Regions from separate parts of the Zea mays genome. Here region 2 is linked to region 1. The links are chromatin contacts, called in public Hi-C maps. All regions are on one chromosome and are shown on one strand. Each heading gives the region's core, a stretch centred on a gene start, on an enhancer-like site or on the middle of the called end of the contact. The rest is flanking DNA. Distances are from core to core; before and after follow the strand shown. Region 1 holds the start of LOC100275821 (plant-specific domain TIGR01589 family protein expressed). Region 2 holds the start of LOC778438.

Region 1 (5,202 bases), core at 1,364-3,863:
TTTTTTTCTCCCTCTTTGCAGACATGCTATTCAGTTACTGTCACCCTGCCAACTTGGTTGCAAAGACTAACTAGTAAAGGGAAAAGATCTGCAAGGTATATCTACCGAGCTTTCACTACCTGCAAGTATTTGCATCTCTGAGCTTATGTTCTCTATGAGGCTGATCTTGAGGAAGCTAGAGGTCTCTGTTCGGATGCCCAATCCTCGGCTCGTCTGGCCCAGGAGCAACAGGACAGATACATCACCTAGATTTTTCCTGTTGTTGAAAGCTCGAAGAAAATGTAGTTGCCAGCTCAAAGCCATGCTGTACTGCATCGATCTGCTCCACATGTTCTTATAGTCTATTCAGTCTTGGAGAGCACGTTTGGGAGAGATTATTTTTTTTGTAGTGCCTGCTTATGGCTTGCTTGTCCACATACTGTTCACTGATTAGATTGACCACTGGTGCGTGAATTGTCCTAAAAAACACAGCCTATATTTCTTTACAGAGTGTCTTCTTTTTTTTTCCTCCCCCTGCTGGTATCGCTCTGATTCCATCCGGCCATCGTTTTCGTGATTTCCTGCGGCAACGCGAAGCGTCTGCGGAGCATCGATCCTGTCAACGTTAGAGACCGCCGGCGACGGCGAAGCAGCGCGCTGCAACTGTCATCTAGTACCGCGGGTGTTCCACTTCCACCGTGCCGGGCCGAGCCGGGTCTTTTTTTTTTCTTCTGTGCCATGATTGGCACCGAAACGTCCGTGTCCAGACAGCGAAACGCTGCTGCTGCTGCATCCCGTGCCCGGCCTGGAGGCTGCTCTCGGTTCTCCTTCCCTCCCCTCCCGGGAGTCACCCGTTAGTTACCCTAGCCGAGCTATCTCATCCTCGCCGCGACGAGCTGCAGCCACCGGCGGATCGGAGAAAAAGCAGCACATGCACAATGCGGTTTAGACTTAGTCCACGGCATCAGCAATTCAGCACCACCGGTGGCCGTGGAGTTTTTGCGCGCGCGGCGAAAAGCCAGAGAGAACTCGGGGGGGCGGGGGGACTGACTCGCACGGCACCGCCGCCCGCCTCACGCGTTTCCTTCCTCCGGCCGATCCGCGCCCCCATCATTCCGGTGCAGTGCGCGGATCGGGCGACAACGACGACGTGGGGTGGGGGGCTGGGGGCGGGCCGGCGCCAGGGAAGCCGCGGGAAATGACGCACGCGCTGACACCAATTCGCCAGCAACACGACACGCCCGGCCGGGCCCGGCCCGCATCACAGCCGCATGCTCTCGCCAGATAACGCGCGCGCATCGCATCGCATCGCATGGGTCAGCCGGTTTTAGCGGCAGCCATGATTCCGATCGCACGTAGCCGTAGTACGTAACGGGCCTGCTAGCTAGCTTTTAGCTTCGTGTTCTCCAAGAAGAAGAAGAAGCGGCGGCGGCGACGGCAGGACCGTCAAGCTGGGGCCGTCGGAGCTTGACACCACCAAGTACCGAGACCTCAAAAGGCTTTTCGTACTGGGTGCATCGCACCTCGCCGCTCGGCGATCGCTCTCGGCCGCCTTTTGTTTCTACGTGTACGTCGCGGCGCCCGGAACTCGAGGACGAGATCGGACGGGCCTGTGATCGCGGTGGATAGGGGGGGGGGGGGACTCGAAATATCTCACGCGCGCACTGTAGTAGGTGACCGGTCCCTTGGCCTCTGCCTTTTCTTGTTCTCCCGGGCGCATTTTTTCTGTGGCGTGCGTGGCGTGCATGGAATAGAAACATGGATGACGCCTTTTCGGTTCCCGCCTTCCGTGTCTCGTCTCGGGTCGCATGATTGCACGTAACAGTACCTAAGCGAGAAAGAGGGCTAGGTGGTTTATACCGTTTGGTCTCCCTCCCGGCGGATGGATGGGATCTGACGGCCGTCGTACTGTACCCGGTGTGGGTCAGTCGTCCAATTATCTGTACGGACGCAATTTCGCCCGCCAAAGGGGAGGCGCCGCGTGGCGGGAGATGTGATGAGAGTGGGTGGGCTATGCAGCCAGTGGCGAAAGAAAGCCGTGCCACCCGGCCGCGGCTCCCATATTCCAGGAGCGGCCAAGGCTCCGTATGATGGAGCACTAGCAGTAGTGAGCACCCGAGACAACAGTATGAACAGCAGCGAATGTGTTCGCCCTCTATCCGGAACGTAGGACAGCCTGCAGCACTGCGAACCATTTTCAAATTCAAACAGGACACGCGCTTTTTTGTTTCCACATGTTCGCCACGCAGGGCACGGTCAAATTATCTTGTCGCCTAGTGCGAGGGCGAGCCAGCCAAGACAACCGCCGGCGCGGTGAATGATCCGACGGTCCTCAAGTGGACGCGCCTCCGCCGATCGGCTGAAAGGAACGGCGGAGGGTTGGCAACCAAGTTTCACCACAAACGAAAAGGGTAAGGCGAGGCGAGGCGTGGGCCCGCAAGAATCCCCTCCCGCGCCTCTCCGCGAATGGGGAGGCGGCACCCACGTGACCGGCTCGACCCCACGCCGCCCTCCCTCCCTGCCTGGCATGCGCATGCGCCCGATCGCGCCATGTCTCCCTCTCCTCCCGCGCCTCTATTTCTACCGCCCCGCCGGCGCTACCCGCCGCCCGCGCTCTCCATCCATCCCCGTCCCCCGCGATCGCCGAGCTCTACCTCCTCCAGCACACGTCCCGCGGCAGCATCCGTCAGAGAAGCTAGCTAGCGCTTCGATCCCCGATCCGTGTCGTAGACGACAGCGGGGCCCCCCGGCGGCCGGTTGTTTCTCGCAGCTCGGCCGGCGGCGGCCATGGACGACGACGCCTCCTCGTCTCCGGCGGCTTCGTACATCAGACTGGTAAGTTCTGCCGCGCGCGCGCGTGCGCGGACTATCTTCCGCGCCCGGCCCGTGCATTGAGAGTACGGTTCGATTGCCTCTTGTGCTGGCGTGCACGCAAGGTGGTGGTGATTGATGCAAGCTAGGTTCTGTGCGTATTATTGCGCACGCATGTCTGATATCCAGGTGCAGCATCTGATCGAGAAGTGCATCTGCTACAAGCTGAACAAGGAGGAGTGCATGGAGACGTTGGAGAAGCACGCCAAGATCATGCCCGTCGTCACGTCCACCGGTACGTCGTCGTCGTTTTCTTCTTCTTCTTCTCGATGGCTATTCTTGTTCTACTCTCGTGTTTCCACTTCGGCATTATTCTTGCAAGCGATTAACCAAGATTCAAGAGTATAGCTAGCTAGCGTTGACGCCAAAACCTACCAGCAGCCGGCCGTACGTGTCATTGACGATTTCTTCTTGGCATTATATATATGTATACGCTGCCAGTGTGGAAGGAGCTAGAGAAGGAGAACAGGGAGTTCTTCGAGACGTACAAGAAGGATCGGGGAGGAGGAGGAGGAGGCCCCAGGAACCTGCAGGAAGCGGCGGCTGCTGGTCACCATCCTCCTCCGCGTCTCCAAGTCCAACAGAGCTGCTGCTCACAAGAGCCGGCGCTGGAGCAGAAGAAGCACCCACCATCTGATGGAGTACAGGAACATAATCGCGTCGTCGTGGAGAAGGAGAAGAGGAAGCAGGACCCACCATCGGCGTCGGCGTCGGCTGATGGACAGGAACAGCGCGTCGTGGAGAAGAAGGAGAAGAGGAAGGACCCGCCGTCTGATGGACAGGAACGGCGCGTCATGGCGAAGGAGAACAGCCGGAAGGATCCTTCCGCTTCTTCCAAGAGATCAGACAAGGACAACGACTAGAGCTCTCGCTCGCTCGATCAGCCGTGCCGCTCCTGTGGCTACGATCGAATGTGGTCGATGCAGGAGGTACGGTACATCTATCGATCGAGAGAGAGAGCTGCTCTCTCTAGCTATCTATAGACTATATATATATCAGCATCGGTCGCCAGTGTGATTATGTGTGTAGGAGGCTGCATGACCATGTGTATTATGGGTAGACAGATTGATTAAACCTAGTATGATCCAGATCTCAGGACGATCGAAGATTCTCGATCTACAGGCGCCGCCGTACCGCGAGCAGGGGGAGGGAGCGACGGACGGTGTTGCGCTGCATGCGTGTGGGCCCTGCACACGTGGCGGCCGGGCGAATATTCACCCGGCTTAGCGTGTTTGAAGGACACGACACGACTGGTGGAGGTGGTGGTGGTTACTGTCAGAAGAAAGAGGCCGTTCTTGTCCCGGTGGTCGGTCTCGCGTCTCGACGTACGTACGTGCTCTGCTCTGGCGATCCGTCGAACAGACAGGACGGCCGGGCGCCGGGGCCAAGGCCAACAAAGCACGCGAGATTTCTTCCTCCCCCAGGCCCAGCCACCCTCCTTTTGGCGCCGGGCGCTTCTGAGCAGGACGTCTACGGTGGCTGGCAAATTCCCAGGCGTGCGCGTGACGTCTTGTTTGGTCGGAGCAGCCTGCAACAGCGCACGCAGTACACAGCCGGTCCAAGAGGCTCGGCCGGGCTCACTCCTGTCATGTTGACATGTAGCTAGGCACGTGCACACGTACTTGTGACCGCTACACAGGCCGGTATGCATGCCACTCGCTGTACGCGTCCACAAGAATCGAGCCCGGCTTTTGTGCTTCGGGAGTTTGGAACCAAGTCGAGTGTCGGGCACGGGGGCTGGTAGAGCTGACGTGCTCGCATCGTTGTCTGCTGCTGGCCACCGGCCGTGCTCTGGCTGCGTGGTCTACTCTACTGCTCTTCCGTCGTTTTGGCCGTGCTTTCCCCCCGGGCTGTACGCGTACGTCGTTTTCAGCTACCCGCCGCCGATCGAGCCATGTTTCAGGCACGCTACTCCAAGCAAGCAAGCTAGCTACTGACGGCACGGGGGTTTCATGCTAGTATCACAGATCACACACACACACACACACACACACGGCAGCAGAAATGGGGTGGACCAGACATTTTCCTTCCCGTACAAAACATTCAGCTAATAAGTGCCTTTTCCCAAGTCCTAGGAGGACGGTGTACCTTTCCCCCTCTCGGTTTTGGAGTGCTATGTACAACGAATATCCTGGGCGAAAATGGATTACGTTAGACTGAAAATTAGAAAGGTTTCAGCTGAAGTGACTTTGTAGTAGCTACAGACGAGATGATGATCTGTGAAGAGGTTTAGTTGCTTACATGAACAGATGCAGGGGCCTATGCAGTTTCGTTTTCAGATGTGATGCATCAATAATAGTGTCGGATACCATAATTCGGCGTACCCAGATCACAACCCTTTAGTGCTTAGAC
Region 2 (5,241 bases), core at 1,315-3,814, 370 kb before region 1:
TCTCTCTCTCTCTCTCTCCGCGTACGTACGTAGTAGCTAAAGAACCCGGTTGCCAAAGACCGGAGGCACCTACGATAAAGAAAAAAAAACTCTGTTAATGATGGAGCGCCTAATCATATATAGGGAGGAGCTTTGGTCTAGAAACGGACGTGTTCGTCTAATAATCTTGGTCGGGTGTGAACACTGCCTGGACACTGGACTAACGAAACCGAGCGGAGCTCTTTGCGACACACTGCTTTCCCAAATTCGAGTCGCAACTTTTTAACGAACTCGGCTTTTTTGGTTTAGGTCTAATATATATATACAGTATAAAGGAGCATCGTGATAAAACCTTCCTCTTCCTTGTGAATTGTGATGGCGAAAGGAAACGCAAACTCTGGTTAAACTCGCTGTCAGTCGAGCTGGCGGCTGGCCAGGTGCAAAAGCAACGCAACGCAGGGCCATGGCGCGGAGCCGCCGGAGGGCCCCCGCGACGGCCCGACAGCGAGCCCTGGTGGCTGACAGCGAGAGAGACCCACCGACAGCGAGCTCCACTGGTGACTCGCTCGATCGCAAGCGGAAGCCGATTAGGCACCGGCAACTCTCGCCGCCGCCGCCGTCGCACTCGCTCCCTCTCCCTCCCTCCCTTTTTTGGCCGGTTTCAGGTGTCTCATGTCTCCAGCCGCGTCGTGGCCGCTGAAAGCGGTGGCATGGGCCGGCGGCAGGCAACGGTGTGGCGTGGTGTCTAGTTGTGTCTTCCTTCGCTCCGCGCGCGCCAGAGCTTCAGCTCGCGTACCGGTAGGACTCCGCAGGCAGAAGCTGTTGGTTGCACCGCGAATTTGCGATCGAGTGCAGTCTCCAGCTGCCAACGACCGAAAGACGCTGTTAGCTGTGTCGCAGTTGGAGGAGAGTGGTCAACAAATTCGGTGAGCTAACCTCCTTGTCGTTTCGTGCTTGACGACCAATGGAGGACGAAGTGCTCTACTCCAGGCCCAGGATCCACGCAAATTCTAACTATTCTTACTACGCATTAGCTTGCAGTAAGTATTTTGATGACATCGACGAGTTGCGCATGCATGCTTGGTACTGTAATGGTAAAGTAAAGTTGTCCTAGCTAGTAATTACTACTCCTACTATATAGTAGCGTTTGTTCAGAGGCCGCAATGATAGATCGTCAAGGTGCCTAAAAACAAAGCACACCGCAGCGCCAGACAGGATTTCAGATCGCTGGCGCCTTTCGGGAAAGCTCCACCGGGCAACAACGACGCGTGGCTCTGGCTTTGCACATCTGATGCTTTTGGCCTTTGGCGCTGCGAACTGGAAAGAGACGAGGCTACCTGACGACACGCCTGCGAATTTCAGACGCGTGAAAAAAAAAACAGGGCCTGATATACTGTAATACTATATACTTCGCTGCAGACAGCATTCAGAAGCAAGGTACAAGCGTGGATTACCTGCGTGCGATGCGAGGAGAATTCTGTCTGAACCCGATCACACACACTGCCGGCGCTCTTCAACGTCAGAAATCACGTGGCTCGCACGGCCGGGCCTCTGACATCTCCACGAGTGACTCCACCTCGATCACCAAATCAGGAGGCCATGCGCCCCATGCGTCTCGTTGCCGTGATGCTCCGGCTGCCCGGCATGAGAATATGCATGAGGGACGCGGGTCCTCTGAATTTGTGCATTTGTGCAGTTGTGTCACTGCACGTAGGACCCACTACTGCTCAGTCCCGCGTGTCAGTGACCCATCGACAAATTCAGAGGATCCCAATCCATGCATGAGATGGCCGGCAGCTCAGACCAAGTGTTCCTGTTCTCTCCTCTCAATCCATCACGGCGCGGTCGGGCGTGCAATCGACGATAGTATCGTTTCCCACTCCAGTCATTTCAATCAGCAAAAGGGGTTTTGTTGCTTGGCCCCGTGTGGGTATGCAGGGGAACTGGCAAACTTCAACGTGCAAGCAGACACTACTATTCATTTTGTTCGTCGTCGTCATCGATGACACTAGTCCAAAACTACACAGCAAATGGACATTGATACGCCTCTCGTTTCTGTTCTCCACCTTCCGATGACTGCCGTGCCGTGGCCCGGCTGCCAGCGGCAAAGCCGTGCACACACGACACGAACCAACAAACCCCTTTCCGTTCGGCCCCAAGCTGTCAGCCTCAGGGCACCGCCGTGCCCGGCAAAAGAGAGGAGGCGGGCGGGGCGCCACATTTCTCAACGCCCTACCTACCTAACGCCCCCCCTGCCACTCACATCTCCCACCGTCCGTACCCATCAGACGGTGGATACACGCCCACGCGTGCCCGGTCTTTCCTACGCCGGAAGGAAAGAGAAACTCGCGCGACACGGCGGCGCCAACCCGATATCTCGCGGCGGGTGGGGGAATAGCCACGTGGGCCGCCGATCTCGTATCCGACGGCTCGCGCGCCGTCGCCAGGTAGATCGCCGTGGCAGGGCGGCGCCTCAACGGCTATAACTGGGAGAGGAAGCGCATGTTACCCGCCATCTCTGTCCCCCTGCTTCCTCTTGCCCCCCCACCCCACCCCACCGCCACCACCCACCCCTCGCCCGCAGGTGGGCCCAGCCTCCATCCTCCTCCTCTGAGAGCGAGCCGGCGGCGGCGAGCGGCATTGCGGGTTATCTGGTGGAGCGGGACATGGCGGGGTACGGGGACCGGCGATCGCCGCCGCTGGAGGGCATCACCGTCGACGGGGCCAGCAGGGCCCAATCGCCCGGGGCGGGTGCGGGGGCGGGGGCGGGGAGGCTGCCGCCGCCGCCAGGAGGCTTCGCGCGCGGGCTCATGAAGCAGCCGTCGCGGCTGGCGTCCGGGGTGCGGCAGTTCGCTTCGCGTGTGTCGATGAAGGTGCCCGAGGGCGTGGCCGGGATGCGGCCGGGACGGATGACGCGGATGCAGTCTAGCGCGCAGATGGGGCTCCGTGGCTTGCGCTTCCTCGACAAGACCTCCGGCGGCAAGGAGGGATGGAAGGCCGTCGAGCGCCGCTTCGACGACATGGCCAAGGGCAGCGGACGACTCCAGAAGGAGAGCTTCGGCAAGTGCATCGGTAAGCAAAGTGCTAGTGTGCTGCTTGCTCTTGCTCCATCGAGATTGCCTCTTCTGTCGGTTGGCCACATGCTGCCTAAGTGCTTGGTGTGATCCAGACTGGAAATAAACCCCAAATAATCGATAGTTGAGACGCTGATAAGAACCGCTAGGCGTAGGCACTCATATGACAGCAATTGTTAATATGTGCATCGAATCTCTTTCCTTGCTTTTAGGAATTCTTGTTTGCTTTACTTTTTTTTTTGAGTGTTTCAAAGAGCTCTCATGGAGTCATGGTACTGCAATGAACTGTGCCTGTTTCCACCAAGCCTACCTAACTGAGATGAGATCCACCGTCATTCGCTCCCCAAGGGTCTTCCCAAATCATGCTGAAAGAAAAGACTCTTCCCAAATTTTAATGAAGTTTCTCCCCAAAGTGGTCCTTTAGCACTAATCGGTCAGCTCGGACAAACAAGATTCTAGCTAGTAACGCCATGGGCCACCACCATGTAATTCTATCCCATGCTTTCATCTGCCAGCAAGCGTAAAATCATTTGCTGGCGAGCTGTTCGTGTTGCTGGTGCCCGTGGCGTGATCAATGGATGATCCGTGGCTGACTGACTGATCTCATTCCCAAGGCATGGGGGACTCCAAGGAGTTTGCCGGCGAGCTGTTCGTGGCGCTGGCGCGGAGGCGGAGCCTGGAGCCGGAGGATGGCATCACCAAAGAGCAGCTCAAGGAGTTCTGGGAGGAGATGACCGACCAGAACTTCGACTCGCGGCTGCGCATTTTCTTTGACATGTAAAGCTCCACCGCGCCCTCGTTCCCGGCCCAACGGACATGTTCATCGTTAGGCTACTGATAAAACGAATTCCCCTCTGCGTCTGACTCAGGTGCGACAAGAACGGCGATGGGATGCTCACGGAAGATGAGGTCAAAGAGGTGAGCGACGGCAACTTTTCGCGATTTGGATGACCAAATATTTAGGAGTGGACGAACTTATTAAATTATCAACAAATTAATTTGTTTTTTAATTTGTTCCCCCCGGCAGGTTATTATACTGAGCGCGTCAGCGAACAAGCTAGCCAAGCTGAAGGGTCACGCCGCGACCTACGCGTCCCTGATCATGGAAGAGCTCGACCCGGACGACCGCGGCTACATTGAGGTCGTGCTTGCAGAAACAACATTTTGCTTTCTGTTCGTATCCAACAGCGATAAGTGGTACGCGTTGCTTATACAACCAAACGGTGTGATGCAGATTTGGCAACTGGAGACGTTGCTCCGGGGCATGGTGAGCGCGCAGGCTCCCGAGAAGCTGAAGCGGACGACGTCGAGCCTGGCGCGGACGATGATCCCGTCGCGGTACCGGAACCCGCTGAAGCGGCACCTGTCCAAGACGGTGGACTTCATCCACGAGAACTGGAAGCGGATATGGCTCGTGACGCTGTGGCTGGTCGTCAACGTCGCCCTGTTCGTGTACAAGTTCGAGCAGTACAAGCGCCGAACCGCGTTCCAGGTGATGGGCTACTGCGTCTGCGTCGCCAAGGGTGCCGCTGAGATCCTCAAGCTCAACATGGCTCTCATCCTGCTGCCCGTCTGCCGGAATACGCTGACGACGCTCAGGTCCACCGCGCTCAGCCATGTCATACCCTTCGATGACAACATCAACTTCCACAAGGTCATCGCGCTGTCCATCGCGATCGCCACAGCGATCCACACGCTCGCACACGTGACCTGCGACTTCCCAAGGCTGATCAGCTGCCCGACGGACAAGTTCATGGCCACCTTGGGGTCCAACTTCCACTACAAGCAGCCGACTTACCTGGGCTTGCTGGAGAGCACACCCGGGGTTACCGGAATCCTCATGATCATCATAATGTCCTTCTCCTTCACGCTGGCAACACATTCCTTCAGGCGGAGTGTGGTGAAGCTGCCATCGCCGCTACACCACCTTGCCGGTTTCAATGCCTTCTGGTACGCTCACCACCTGCTGGTCCTTGCGTATGTCCTGCTGGTGGTGCACTCCTACTTCATATTCCTCACCAGGGAGTGGTACAAGAAGACGGTAAACCTCGGACACCTTGCTTTGAGATGAAACTCATTCTCCCCTCTGCATGTTCAGTCAGTGTTGGGAGCAGCAAAATAACATATGGTCTCAATTGTTTATTCAGACATGGATGTACCTGATTGTCCCTGTCCTCTTCTATGCCTG

The links. A called contact is a pair of places that touch in the nucleus more often than the background predicts.
Region 2: a Hi-C map of bundle sheath shows a contact between it and region 1, with 2.6 times the contacts expected there. The contact joins the promoter of LOC778438 here to the promoter of LOC100275821 in region 1. A contact is called at or near these places in 2 of 25 Hi-C or Micro-C datasets (bundle sheath and endosperm).

What each region holds. Positions count from the first base shown.
Region 1 is chr3:186,794,521-186,799,722 of Zm-B73-REFERENCE-NAM-5.0, reverse strand. LOC100275821 (plant-specific domain TIGR01589 family protein expressed) reads left to right here and starts at 2,613. Exons shown (of 4, transcript NR_175400.1): 1 at 2,613-2,814; 2 at 2,980-3,085; 3 at 3,292-3,779; 4 at 3,940-4,536.
Region 2 is chr3:187,161,378-187,166,618 of Zm-B73-REFERENCE-NAM-5.0, reverse strand. It overlaps LOC778438, which reads left to right and starts at 2,564. Exons shown (of 14, transcript NM_001112460.1): 1 at 2,564-3,051; 2 at 3,668-3,830; 3 at 3,923-3,971; 4 at 4,081-4,194; 5 at 4,288-5,094; 6 at 5,201-5,241. The coding sequence starts at 2,646.